Linked DNA regions of Sus scrofa: region 2 is linked to region 1. A link is a contact called in public Hi-C data. All regions are on one chromosome and are shown on one strand. The core of a region is the stretch at or near the end of the contact, and the rest is flanking DNA. Distances in the headings are between cores, read along the strand shown.

What was found. Hi-C and Micro-C count contacts between places; a contact is called where the count stands out from the background.
Region 2: a Hi-C map of liver shows a contact between it and region 1, with 7 times the contacts expected there. The contact joins two enhancer-like sites. A contact is called at or near these places in 2 of 47 Hi-C or Micro-C datasets (epiblast stem cells and liver).

Annotation. Positions count from the first base shown.
Region 1 is chr8:11,803,224-11,809,352 of Sscrofa11.1, reverse strand. The region is part of intron 2 of LDB2 (LIM domain-binding protein 2); the gene reads left to right. Among named protein-coding and RNA genes, the nearest start is that of TRNAA-AGC, 230 kb to the right of the region's middle. Within about 2 kb of position 2,207, at least 2 of the 83 cell types and tissues checked have an H3K27ac peak or open chromatin away from gene starts, as enhancers often do. A contact at or near this core is called in liver, where this site is marked.
Region 2 is chr8:12,001,631-12,007,759 of Sscrofa11.1, reverse strand. The region is part of intron 1 of LDB2 (LIM domain-binding protein 2); the gene reads left to right. Among named protein-coding and RNA genes, the nearest start is that of LDB2, 33 kb to the left of the region's middle. Within about 2 kb of position 2,894, at least 10 of the 83 cell types and tissues checked have an H3K27ac peak or open chromatin away from gene starts, as enhancers often do. A contact at or near this core is called in liver, where this site is marked.

The sequences.
Region 1 (6,129 bases), core at 958-3,457:
TCCCCAGTTCTCAAGTTTGCAGAACTGGGATGCATACATTTTATTAAAATGAGGAATAGAGCGCATTTCAACAATTCACATTATCACAGTGAAATTCTTATATTCATTTTTATTGCTGTATAACAAATTACAGGAAACAGTGGTTTAATACAACACTCATGTATTATGTCCTGGTTTTGTAAGGCAGACATCCAGATGGACTCAGCTTGGATTCTCCCAAGGCCAAGTCAGGGCATCTGCTGGGTTTGGCTCCAAGCTCCTTCAGGTTGTTAGAAGAATTCAATTTCTTGTGGTTTTAGAACCATGGTCACCATTTTCTTGCTCACTGTTGGCCAATGACAGCTCTCAACATTTTTTTTTTTTTTTGTCTTTTTAGGGCTGCATCCATAGCACATGGAGTTTCCCAAGCCAGGGGTCACATTGGAGCTGCAGCTGCTGGCCTACTCCACAGTCACAGCCACAGCAATGCCAGATCCAAACCATAACTGAGACCTATGCCACAGCTGGCAGCAACGCCAGATCCTTAACCCCCTCAGTGAGGCCAGGGGTTGAACCTGTGTCCTCCCAGACACCATTGGGTCCTTAAGCTGCTGAGCCACAATGGGAACGCCACTCTCAGCTTTTTTCTCTTCTATGACCAGCCAGAGAAAATTCTCTGCCTTTAAAGGACTCACGTGATTGGCTCAAACCCACTAGGGATGGAACCCACAACCCCATGGTTCCTACTCGGGTGCGTTTCCGCTGTGCCATGATGGGAACTCCTGACTTTTCATCTGAATGGTATGTTCCCAAGTTTCATTTAGTTGGATTGCGTGAGGATGTTTCTGCCCCTTTGGGCTGTATCATGGTCAGGGACCGCTGATTCTAAAGCATAAGGTAGAAGGATGCAGATATGTTGGGTGGCAGGAGGGTCTCTGGTGTTGTTTTTATTTGCATGCGTCCTTCTTCCAATTCTGTATCCTCTGCCACTTGTTGAAATGGTGGAGAAAGGTTAAGTATTCAGCCATGGAGGAGAGCGTGGCTTTGGAGGAGAGGCCGGGATTCCAGTCCCTACTTCTGTACTTACTTGCTGTGTGGCCCTGGCCATGCTCCTTAGCCTTCGGAGCCTGCTTTCCTGCCTCTTTGCTGGAGACACCGCCGTGGCGGGGGATCTTTGCGAGCAGCAAACGAGAGGCGTGCCGTTCCCGGCATGTCGTAGGGATCCTGTAAATGGTGGCTGTTTTCGTTGCTTCCATCATCAAGTTTTAAGAAAACAAGTATTGCATTCATTCCCAGAGGTGATGTTTAAATGCAGTTTGGTAACCCGAAAGCACAGAAAACAAACGTATAGCTATCAAGGGGGAAAAGGCGGGTGTAAATTAGGAATTTGGGATGAACTCATACACAGTACAGTGTATAAAATAGATGATCAACAGGAACCTACTGTACAACCCAGGGAACTCGACGCAATATTTTTTTTTTTTGGTCTTTTGTCCTTTTAGGGCTGCACCTGATGCACATGGAGGTTCCTGGGCTAGGGGTCAAATTGGAGCTGTTGTTGCCAGCCTCCGCCAGAGCCACAGCCACCGTCAGATCTGAGCCACGTCTGCAACCTACACCACAGCTCACGGCAACACCGGATCCTTAACCCATTGACCGAGGCCAGGGATTGAACCCGCAACCTCATGGTTCCTAGTCGGATTCGTTGGTGCTGAGCCACGATGGGAACTCCTCCATCAATATTTTTCAATAATCTCTAAGGGAAAAGAATCTGAAAAAAAATACGTGTGTGTGTATTGAATCATTTTGCGATACACATCACACCAATACAACATTGTAAATCGACAATAATTCAATGTTTTAGAAGAAAGAAAGATAAACCAGGAGCAGATTGTGTTTTCCTGCTTCCCCTCCACTGAGCCTAGAGGAAGGTGAATGTTAAGATCAGCTTTGATTAAGGGACAGAAAGAAAAAGCAGCAGAGGGCCAGTCCGTTCCTCCCTCCCTCGCTCCCTGCACTGAGCCTCCACTCTGGTCAGGCTGGTGGGCAGGCATTCTGGGGAAGGTCTTCCGCTGCCCCCACCTCTGAGGCTTTCTTCCCATCAGCTCCTCCTTCTGGAACATTCTCAGGCCCCTCCCCCATGTCCCACTTCCTTCCCTGCCCACCCACTCTCGGTGGCTGCACGCTGTAAAGGTTAGGCGCACAGGGCTGAAGGCAGCCCGGGGACATTCACGTCCTGCCCCTTGCAGGTCACGTGACAGCAGAGAGGTCACTCAACTTCTGTTGGCCTCGTCTTGGAAAGGGACGTGAAAATACAATCGAATTGACCTTAACCTTGTAGTGTTGTTGTTGTGCGGATCCGATGAGTAAGTAAAGGTGGAAGATTCGTGCTTGGTTGTAGCAAATGCTTGAGAAGCTTCAGCGCGCACTGTTGTCGCAAGGCACCCTTACTGTCGCCTTTCAGCCTCAAGTTCCCCACCCTCCTCCTCCTTCCCTTCTTCCCACCCTCTTCCCTTCCTTCCCTCGCTCTGTTATTCCCTCCCTTTACTCTCCAATGTCGTCGTGATCTCAACAATTAAAAGGATCATTCATCCACAGTCCCTCCACTGAGATTGTTTTATTTTTGTCTTATTTCTCAGGTCTTGACCACATGGGTGAAAAGGATGGAACTCTGAGGTTAAAAAAAAAATCCCCTGAGTACCAATTATTGCATTTTTGCAAGGCCTTGAAAAGATGCAGTTTTGTATTTCGTATTTTTTTAATTTTCTGCATGGTGGGTGTGTATGTTTATCACAGCTGGGTGATAAACTCAGAGATGATGTTTTATGGTTCTTGGGTTTCTTATCACGGAGACTTGGGAAAGCCTAATCAACCACAAGCTTTAGCCCTATCGTTGTTTGAAAATAAGAGCACTCGAGCAGATAGAAATAAAAAATGTTCTTGGGGTTTGGGACTGGCATATGGACACTGAGGTAAATGGAATGATTGGCCAATGGGGACCTGCTGGAGGGCACAGGGAATGCTACCCAGTGTTCTGTGATCCTCTATGTGGGAAAAGAATCTGGAAGAGAATGGATGTGCACATGTATCACTGAATCACTTTGACGTACAGTAAAACGTTCTCAAAAAGAAAAAAATATATCTTTACAAAGAGAAAGGCTAGATTAGAAAATGGGACCTTAGGCTCATGCCTCAAAGGAGCTTTCCTCTCCAAGACCCCAGAAAAGCCACACTTTGCTGTCCCATGTGGACAGGGAAACGTTCCTTTATCCTTGCATCCATCCCCCATGCCAGCCCTGCCCTGGCAGCCATGGGGCCAGGAGGAGCAGAGCATGGGTCCTTTAACAAGAGGATGGGGCCAGGCTGGATTTTCTCAGTGGCTCCTGCAGAATTTACCCAAGCACTCACTCTGCATCTCCTGACACAGAGGAGAAGGGGGCCCGAGAAAGACCCAGGACCTTAAGTGATCCTTCCTCCACTTAGAAACCTAAAGCCCAGGACAAGGAGCCCCCCTGGACCCCCAAAACCCCAGCAGGGCCCAACATTAGACTTGACCCACCACCACATATTTAGACACACGTACACTGGACACTTGAGAACCCAGTGGGAGTAAGAATACCCCCGAATCAATAACGTGTTCCATTTGTTGTATGTCAATTACACCTCAGTACTGGTGAAAAAGAAAAGAATTGACCAGCAGGCCTGGCACAAAATAATTGCTCAACAAATGTGAACTCTTGAGTTGACTTTTTCTGGGTCCCTATGGAGAAGATCGATGCCCCAGCAATTCGTCCTTAACTGAACCCCACAGCGATTTAGAATCTATAGAATCGAGACGCGCTCCCTGGACTCCTGTGTCATTGTGTGGCAGGCTGTGCCACCCTGCCCCGGGGACTTCCGATGTGGGACTGACCTCCAAAATCACCATTTTGGAGCTCAGTCCCCAATCACCGCTGGCCTTCTCTGTCCACCGCTGGTCCATCATTATTTCAGATGCTGTGGGGAATGGCTGTCTCTACCGTTGAGGCATTTCCCAGACCCCTCCATGGAAATTTTACAGAGATCCCTCTTCTAATCCAGACAGTCCCAAATATATCTGCCAAACATGGTGAAAATATGTCCAGCCATGTCCCAGTGTTTCGGTAATAGGACAAGTAGAATATGAAATATTATTTATTAAATTTATTTACGTGGCTCATATGAAATTAGAGTGCATGCTCTGGTTTGACTGGACGGATCCAGTTTCTCTTCATTTTCCTGGCATGCCATCTGGTTTTGTATTTGTCAGAACAAAAAACTCTGGTTGAGCCCTGTAATTATAAGGAACAAGATATTTGATCTAAAACCAAAATATGTTGTGGAGCCACGTGGAATCAACTAGAACCTCAGGTTAGTAAGCTCGCAGATCTTTTCCAAGGAAGGGTCTTACCTAATAGGGGCCGGCATGGCCAAGCTGCTGAGTTGAAGCGCTGAACCTGGGGCACGGGGATTGCAATCCTGGTCTCTCCCCGGCGAGTGTCACTCAGCTTGGGTCACCTTTCCCGCCCACTTCAGGCATCCTTTCTTGCCATTTGTCCTTGCAGTGCTTACCCATGCTCTTCAGTGCTTTTTCCCCATTCTGTTTTGTTGGTCCTGAATCATTTCTAACTTGTTAACATCTTGTATGCACATCTGCTCTCTTGTTGTGATTTAGTTAGGTGAGCTCGGGAGACCCTTCGCAGCGTGGGAAAGTTCAGCTGTGCTGCCCCACTTTAGGTCACCCCTGACCTCTGTCCATCCTGCCTCCCTTCCTCTTCCCCAACCCCCGCACCCCAGTGGCTGCCTTCCTCCTGAGTTTAGTGATTATGCCAAGCGCTTCATAAGTATTAAAACATGCAAACCTCCAGGACCCTATCAACATATGCATTATCCTGTCCCCACTTGCAAATGAACCTGAGTCTCTGTGAGGTCATGGAACATTCTCCCTCCCTGCTTGTAAGAGAAAGGCCAAGAAACAAAGCTCAGCTTAGCAAATTCCAAGACCAAAGGCAGGTCTCTGTTCTTGCTATCCATCTGGCACCCGGATCCCTCCACACCCTCAACGCTAAATACACACCCCGCATCCAAGCATCCTTCCTTGCCTTGGCTCTCATGCTCCTCCGTTCTTTCTGGTTTTCTTACAGTGTTTATGGCTTAGACCCTATGCTTTTATACAATCAGGCATCATGTCATTCTTAGATCACTCTTGACATGCCTCTCACTTCTGGCTTCTCAGTTAGACTGTCTAATTCTCAAAGGTAGAACTGTTTGCCTTTCTGGTTTCTGGCACTTAGCAGTGTGCCCTGTGTGTCCTTAGGGATGGTGAATGACACTCACTGGTTGATGGAGTGCCCTCCTTTGTGAAGCCCCCACTGCACCGGCCCCGGTGACTTGTACAAACAGGGACACACGAGGCCACCTGCTCTGACCCAGGCTCGGTCACCAGTGGGCACTGTGACCCTGGCGTAGAGACTTTGCCTTTAGGTATGTCAGATTCTTCCCAGAAAAACGCAGCTGGACTCACTCTCCACTCTCAAGCGATGTGGAGATGGAGCAAAGCAAAAGAAAACACCCTGCCATCCTGTCTTATTCTCCCACCTCGCCATCTGCCAGGACTTTCACGTAGCTCTTGGACATTGAGTTGGGGACACTCCAGAATAAGGTGGGCTGGGTTTAGCAACAGAGAAAAAATGCATTTAGATTCATTTGCAGATGAGGAGTTCCAACATGCAGACACACCTCTTGTTAAGCACACCCCTCTCTTTACGGGGAGAAGGAGTGTGTCAGGTGTGCAGACATGATGCTCTTCGGTTACAAAACACTCTTCCTCTAGCTTCATGTGGGTAGGAAACCTCCTTCTTCTTATTATTATTATTATTTATAAAAGCTTAGCAAGCACCTGTCAATATGCCAAATAGTCCCTCCTCATCTGATAATCATCTTTGTTTAATCAAGCACAGGCAGATATACAAACATTATCTCAGATATATTACGGAATCCTAAGCAATCTTCTAATAAAGAAATGGGGAGATCTACGTATGGAGAGATCAAGTCAGGCATTGATTTATTTTTATGTTTTACCATATTGAATTAAATTGTTGCAATGGAAAAAGGTACACAGACACCGTCTTG
Region 2 (6,129 bases), core at 1,645-4,144, 200 kb before region 1:
ATCACTTATTATGGCATGACCTAAGGCTCATATTTGTCTGTTTTACCCCAAGTGTGCTGCTTTGTAACTTACATTTTCATTAACCTTGCATCAAGTGTATTTTCCATATTGCTGCCTTTTTGTGTATTGATTGTTTTTAAATGGCACTTAAGAAGAAAAAAATTCTGCACAATCACCTTCCGTTTTCTCCAGCTCTTATCGCCCAGTCCCCTAGATATCCTGTTCGGCTACAACAACAGTTATTATACTTCCATGTAGTGATAAGGCCTTTGAAGGGAAATAAAATGGGACAAGGGGTCGGAGAGTGACTGGAGTTGGGGGTGGCTGGCTTAGAAGGGGTGATGAGGGGCCGTCTCTCTGCGTAGAGGCCACCTGCAAGAAGCAGAGGCATGGACCATGGGAAGGGCTGGGGAAGAATGTTCTAGGCAGACTGCCGTCAGCACCAAGGTGGGAGCGAGCCTGGAGTGTTTGTGGGGCTGGTGAGGCCAGCGTGGCTGGAGCAGGAGTGGAAGATTCCATCCTTGAGCTCTGGGAGGCATGCCCCTGCCCTTCCCTTTCCCAAGGTCAAACTGGATCGCTCCCAGGGGGACTGGAGACCGCCACGTGGTAAAATGCTGACTTGGATCTGCTTAGTTAACTGAGCTTTTGGTGTGAGGCTGATCTGGCTGGGAGAGAAAGAGGGGAGCTGGAGATGCTTTTCCTGCATCTGAAGGGTTGGCTTGACAGGCGCGGACACAGGTACCCGATGGAAATGGCTCTTCTCTTGGAGGCTGTGGTCTCCCCGCCATCCCCGGGGGTTGGCCATGGAGGCACCCTGGATGCAGCTCCAGCAGGGCTTGTGGAGCTGAGCCAGCTGCCCACCCGGCCTGTCCCTCGTCCCTAAACATCAGAAACATCAGCCGAGCCACAGAGTTCCTTCCTCTGCTGAATGCACAGGTTTCCTGCTTCCAGGCTTTCTGAATACTGGTCAGCGGGGCCCAAGGGGGTCTCAGGACGGCCGGGTGGACTTTAGACGTGGGCCCTTTTTAAAAGATGGGTCTGGTTCCCCAGGTCCTATCTTTGTGGCAGATTGCTTTGGATCCTTTTTTTTTTCTTCCCATGCAACAAGATCTTTCTTAACATATCAAACAGGTTCAGCTAGTACTGAAACTGGTAATTTTTAAACTTAAATTGGGCCAAATGGCTAGAGCACAGAGGGATACCACCAGTGGCCATGATGCAAGCAGGGCTGAAGAATTAACAGCCGCCCCTTAGACGGAGGACCACGTGCAGCGTCGACTCTTTCTGAATGCTGCAATCAGAGAGTCTGGCCATCTTCTGGCTGTTGGCCTGCAAAGACGAGCCTCTGCTGGCCAGGGGAGATGCCTTCCTTATCCTGGATCTGGGCCTTCGGGTTCTCAGCGGGGTCACTGGGCTCCACCTCCAGGAGGACGGTCTTGCTGATCAGAGTCTTCACCCGGGTGCTGCATATCACCCCTCAGAGGCAGGACCGGTAGCAAGGTTGACTCTTTCTGGATAAGTTCTTTTTTTCCACGTTTTTTGTTTTCTTTTGTTTTCTTTGTATTCCCCGAGAGGGGCTTTAAGACTCTGCAGACAATTAATTACCTACCCTAGTCTTTAGCCTTCACCTTTTACCTGAGGTTAACTTCTACTGGATTAATTTGGCACTGCCATGCATAGAGGTTGAAGGCATCATCTTGGATGTGCAAAGACATTCTAAGAGACCTATTAGATTATAAGAGGTTTTTGCTCTCAAAACTGAGGGTAGGATTGGATATTAACATGAACCACCCTTTGGCTTTCTTCTGGGTTTTTTTTACGGGTTCTTCTGTGCTTAAAACATGAGCCCTGGATCTTCAGAATAAAGATCAGGTAAAATTGCAGGATAGAAAAGAGTGGTGTAAATGCATTCCATCTAGCTATGAGGGCTTCATGAAATAAAGGTTTTTTTTTTTAAATTTTGGTTTTTGTTGGTTTGGTTTTGGTTTTGGTTTTGTTTTACCCCTCTCTCGCTCGTGTGACCGTCCCTAGCGGGTTCTGAGCCACTTGACCATTCTGGATCTCTTCACTGAGCCGAGGAACAGCCATGTCCCCTCCTCCACCCAGGGCATCCCCTCGTACCTCTGCCTCCAGGCAGCCAACAGCCACAGAGTGAGGATGGAGCAGGGGGTCCAGGAGGCAGTGGTGCATGTCACTTTTATCCCCTCAGCAGACAGAACTTGGTCACCTGGCTCCAGCTCCATGCCAGGGGGTCGGGAGATGTGGTCCAGGAGCCACTGTCAAGGAAGAGGCTCAGCTCGGGCAGGCGGTGTTCCTCAGAGGGCTTTGCTGCTGCCCTGCATCGCCATCGCTGGATGTGGCAGGTGATTAGCAAAACTAAAACTTCTCTGGCCCGAACCAAGACCTCATGAGGCAGAAATAGCCAAAGATGGGGCCCAGGGGTCTGCACGTTCATAAGCCACCCAGCCTATGCCTTCGACATCCTGATGTTTGAGATTCACTCGCCAAGCAAGGAGGGGCTGAAGTTCTTTGGAAATGAACATGATAAATGCTCCACTGGTCCTGCTTTCTCTACCTCTGGCGCCTTTTCAAAGAGAAATTAAATTAATAACTTGTTGATTTGTAACTCTTGCCCTTTAAGCATGTAAGCGCTCGGCACGCGGGATGTCAGAATCATTAGTCAGTACATCAATACTCTTAAGGAGTCTGTTCGCTTCGCAAATAAAGCAAAGGCAAGGTTGTTTTTCCCTCTGTCCTTGGCTGGTGCCCTCTGTGACTGGAAGCATGCCGGCTGCCCGGGAAGGCTGGTGATGGATGGCTCCTCCACTTAGCTGCCTGTGACCCTTGGTAGCCTCTTCCCTTTCCTCGTCCTCTTCCTTTTCCTGGTGACCAATCTCTCTCTGCAGGGCTTGGCATCCTTAGAAGTGTTACACAAAGAAGTTCGCCTGTGCTGGACGTCAGGGGTGGAGGACTCTGTGGCGTTGTTCCTGTTTCTCCTGTTATCGTTTGCTTGAATAATTCCAATTTCCTTATATTCCCGTGGGAAACGGGAAGCCTTTTCTAAAAACTCCTGTCGGTGGCACACAGTGTGGGTCGCAGATAGCACTGTTTAGAGAGAACTCAGGGCCAAAGCTGGAGGCTCTTTGATTCACACAAGATAGGGCTGTTTCTATAGTTACCCTGGTATCAAACTTGTATTCCTAGCTCCAAATATTTAAGGGAAGAATCTACTATCCAAAGATGGGGAAAATGGAATATTCCTCAGAAGAAGGAGACTTTAAGGTTTCTGGGTCTATGTCTATATATGAAACGTGGGAAGAGGGTGTAGCCCAGAGAGTGAGCCCATTCTGGTCAATTTTCACAGATTGATAAGAAGCGCAAGATAAAGGAGCTTTTCATTGAGAACTTATTAGGTGGCAGTCACTTGACATCCTTTATTTCTCATAACACTCAGGTAAGGAAGACATCAATGTGCCCGTCTTACAAAAGAAAAAACTGAAATCTCAGGGGATTGGGTAGCTTGAGGGAGTCCAGTGCTGGGGGCAACTGAGCAAGGAGTCAATTCAATTCTGATAGTTCTTGAGGTCCAGTGGCGTGTTCACAGCAGGTGAATGGGTTTTGGAGGACAAATGCATGCCGTCACAGTCTCGGAAGACAGGAACAGCATTTCAGGCAGAGGGAACAGCCAGGGTCGAGGAGGAGCGGCAGTGCAGAGTGTGTCTGGGAAATGTCTGCTGCAACCGTGCGGTGGGAAGATCAGGGCTGGGACTGGAAATGATGTCTCTCCGTGATTCTGCAGCCAATGAGGAGAAGACTTGGGAGTTGTAAAGTGGGGGTTCAGCATGATAATACCTGTGATTGGAAGGAGGCCTGGTCTCAGCGAGAAAATCAATGGAGTCACGTGGGCCTGGGCTTGACTTCAGTCTACGAGGGAGAGAAAGACTTGACTTATCACTCATCCTGTATTCTTTGAATGAGGGTGGTTTTTTTTTTTTTTTTTTTTTTTTGGCCACACCCTCATCATGAAGAAGTTCCCTAGGCCAGGGATCGACCCGGAGCCACAGCAGTGACAATTCCGAATCTACTAGCCCAGCAGGAAACATTACCCATCCCATATTCATTGAACCTCTGTAGCTCTGGCTTTTCCTCGGGCCCCAGGGATCTGCATTTTAATAAGCCTCACAGAGAACACTTGTTACTGCCTGGAGACATTTTCAGCTGTCACAACTAGACAGGAGGGCTGCTGACATCTACCAGGTAGGGATCAAGGATGCTGCTAAACATCAGTGTCGAGGACGGCCCCCCACAACAGGGAATTATTGAGCCCAGCTATCTATGGTGCCATAGTTGAGAAACCCCACCAGACAGTGATTCAGGGTAAAACTGGCTGGGCGTTGACTGAAACAGTCCCCACATTTTTTTTTTCCACCTCTTTCTAGCAATTTAGTGAATCTAAATTTCCTTATCTGTAAAGTAGATATAAGATAATAGGAGTTTCTGATATGGCTCAGCAATTTAAGAACCCAACATTGTGTCTTTGAGAATGAGATTTGATCCCTGGCCTCGCTCCAGCGTTGCTGCAAACTGCAGCATAGGTCACAGATGTGACTCAGATCTGGCATTTTGGTGGCTGTGGCACAGGCCTACAGCTGCAGCTCCAATTTGACTCCTGGCCTGGGAACCTCCATAGATGGCAATTGCAGCCATAAAAAGAAAAAAAATGATAATAGAAAAAAATCTGGTTGTAGGACAAACAATTTTGTGAACTGTCTGATGATTATTTTTAATATATACTTTTTTTTTTTTGGTCTTTTTATGGCTACACACAAGGCATATGGAGGTTCCCAGGCTGGGGGTCAAATCGGAGCTGTAACCAACAGCCACAGCCACAACCACAGCAATGCAGGATCTAATCCATGTCTGCAACCTACACCACAGCTCACGGCAACACCAGATCCTTAACCCACTGAGCAAGGCCAGGGATGGAACCGGCATCTTCATGGATACTAGTCAGATTCATTTCCGTTGCGCCACGACGGGAATGCCCTAATACCTACCTTCTTTACAGACTTAAGGTCAAGCAAGGGGGACACCCTCCTGGCCCCAGTGGAGTAACCTGCATGGTGGGGTGGGTGGGTGGGTAGGGGTGGTTCTTCTTAGGTCACGTGCCAACTACCTTTCAGCTACGAAATCCTTGTTTCAGGACTAATGCCTGCCTTTTTGGCAAATTATTTTAGATTGATTTTTTTTTTTTTTTTTTTTTTTTGTAGCTGTAATTCTGCTCCTGGGGTATCCAATTTTTTTCACTGGGCAGATATGGATCCTTGTGGTAGAGAACAACGGTGTTGCCAAGGTCAATATACTGCTGGATATGAAATAAATTCACCAGGCGTAACTTAGTCCACACTCGTGGCTCACTGCCAATATTGCCTCAGCGTTGTCGAGGCTCTCATTGGATAAGCTGGGCATGAAACTAGTGCTCTTTGAATGAGGTCATTTTTAAACTCTGCCCAGGAACCAGAGAGCATTTGGATGCAGGGGGGACCAAGGATGCTGCGTGGTTCACCTGGACTTTTACAGAGGAACAAACAGGGGGCCAGAGACGTTGAGACATCTGCTTGAGGTCGCACAGTTGATACTTGGCAGCCTCTAGACCTTGTGTATAAGGGTGTGGGCATTTAAAAATCACAAAACCCCTTGTGGCTAGGTTAGGGCTTAGGAGAGTTTCACGCTGTGTGTGTTTTCTCCGTATTTATAGGACAGCAAGGGCCACGTTGCCAGACAGGTTTGGGTCTCTGCATCCTGTCTCCATGATGGGCTGGCTGCTCTGAGAGATTTTTTCTCATCTGTTAAATGGGGATAATTCTAGTGCTTGTCTTCAAATTGGAGAGGAGGAATTTTTTTTTTAACTTGCATTAAGCATTTTGCATAGTGCCTGACACATTTTAAGAGCTCTCTCTATATTAGCTATGACTATTCTTTTTAGAATTGCTACTCTTATTGTCATTTCATGATGGAATGTGCCTGGCACAAAGCAGGTTTTCAACAAAGATGATTTCTCTTTGTATTTTTGAGTAACTTCTCGGCCACTCAGTCATTGTGTGATTTTTTTTCTTTAAATGATTTTTA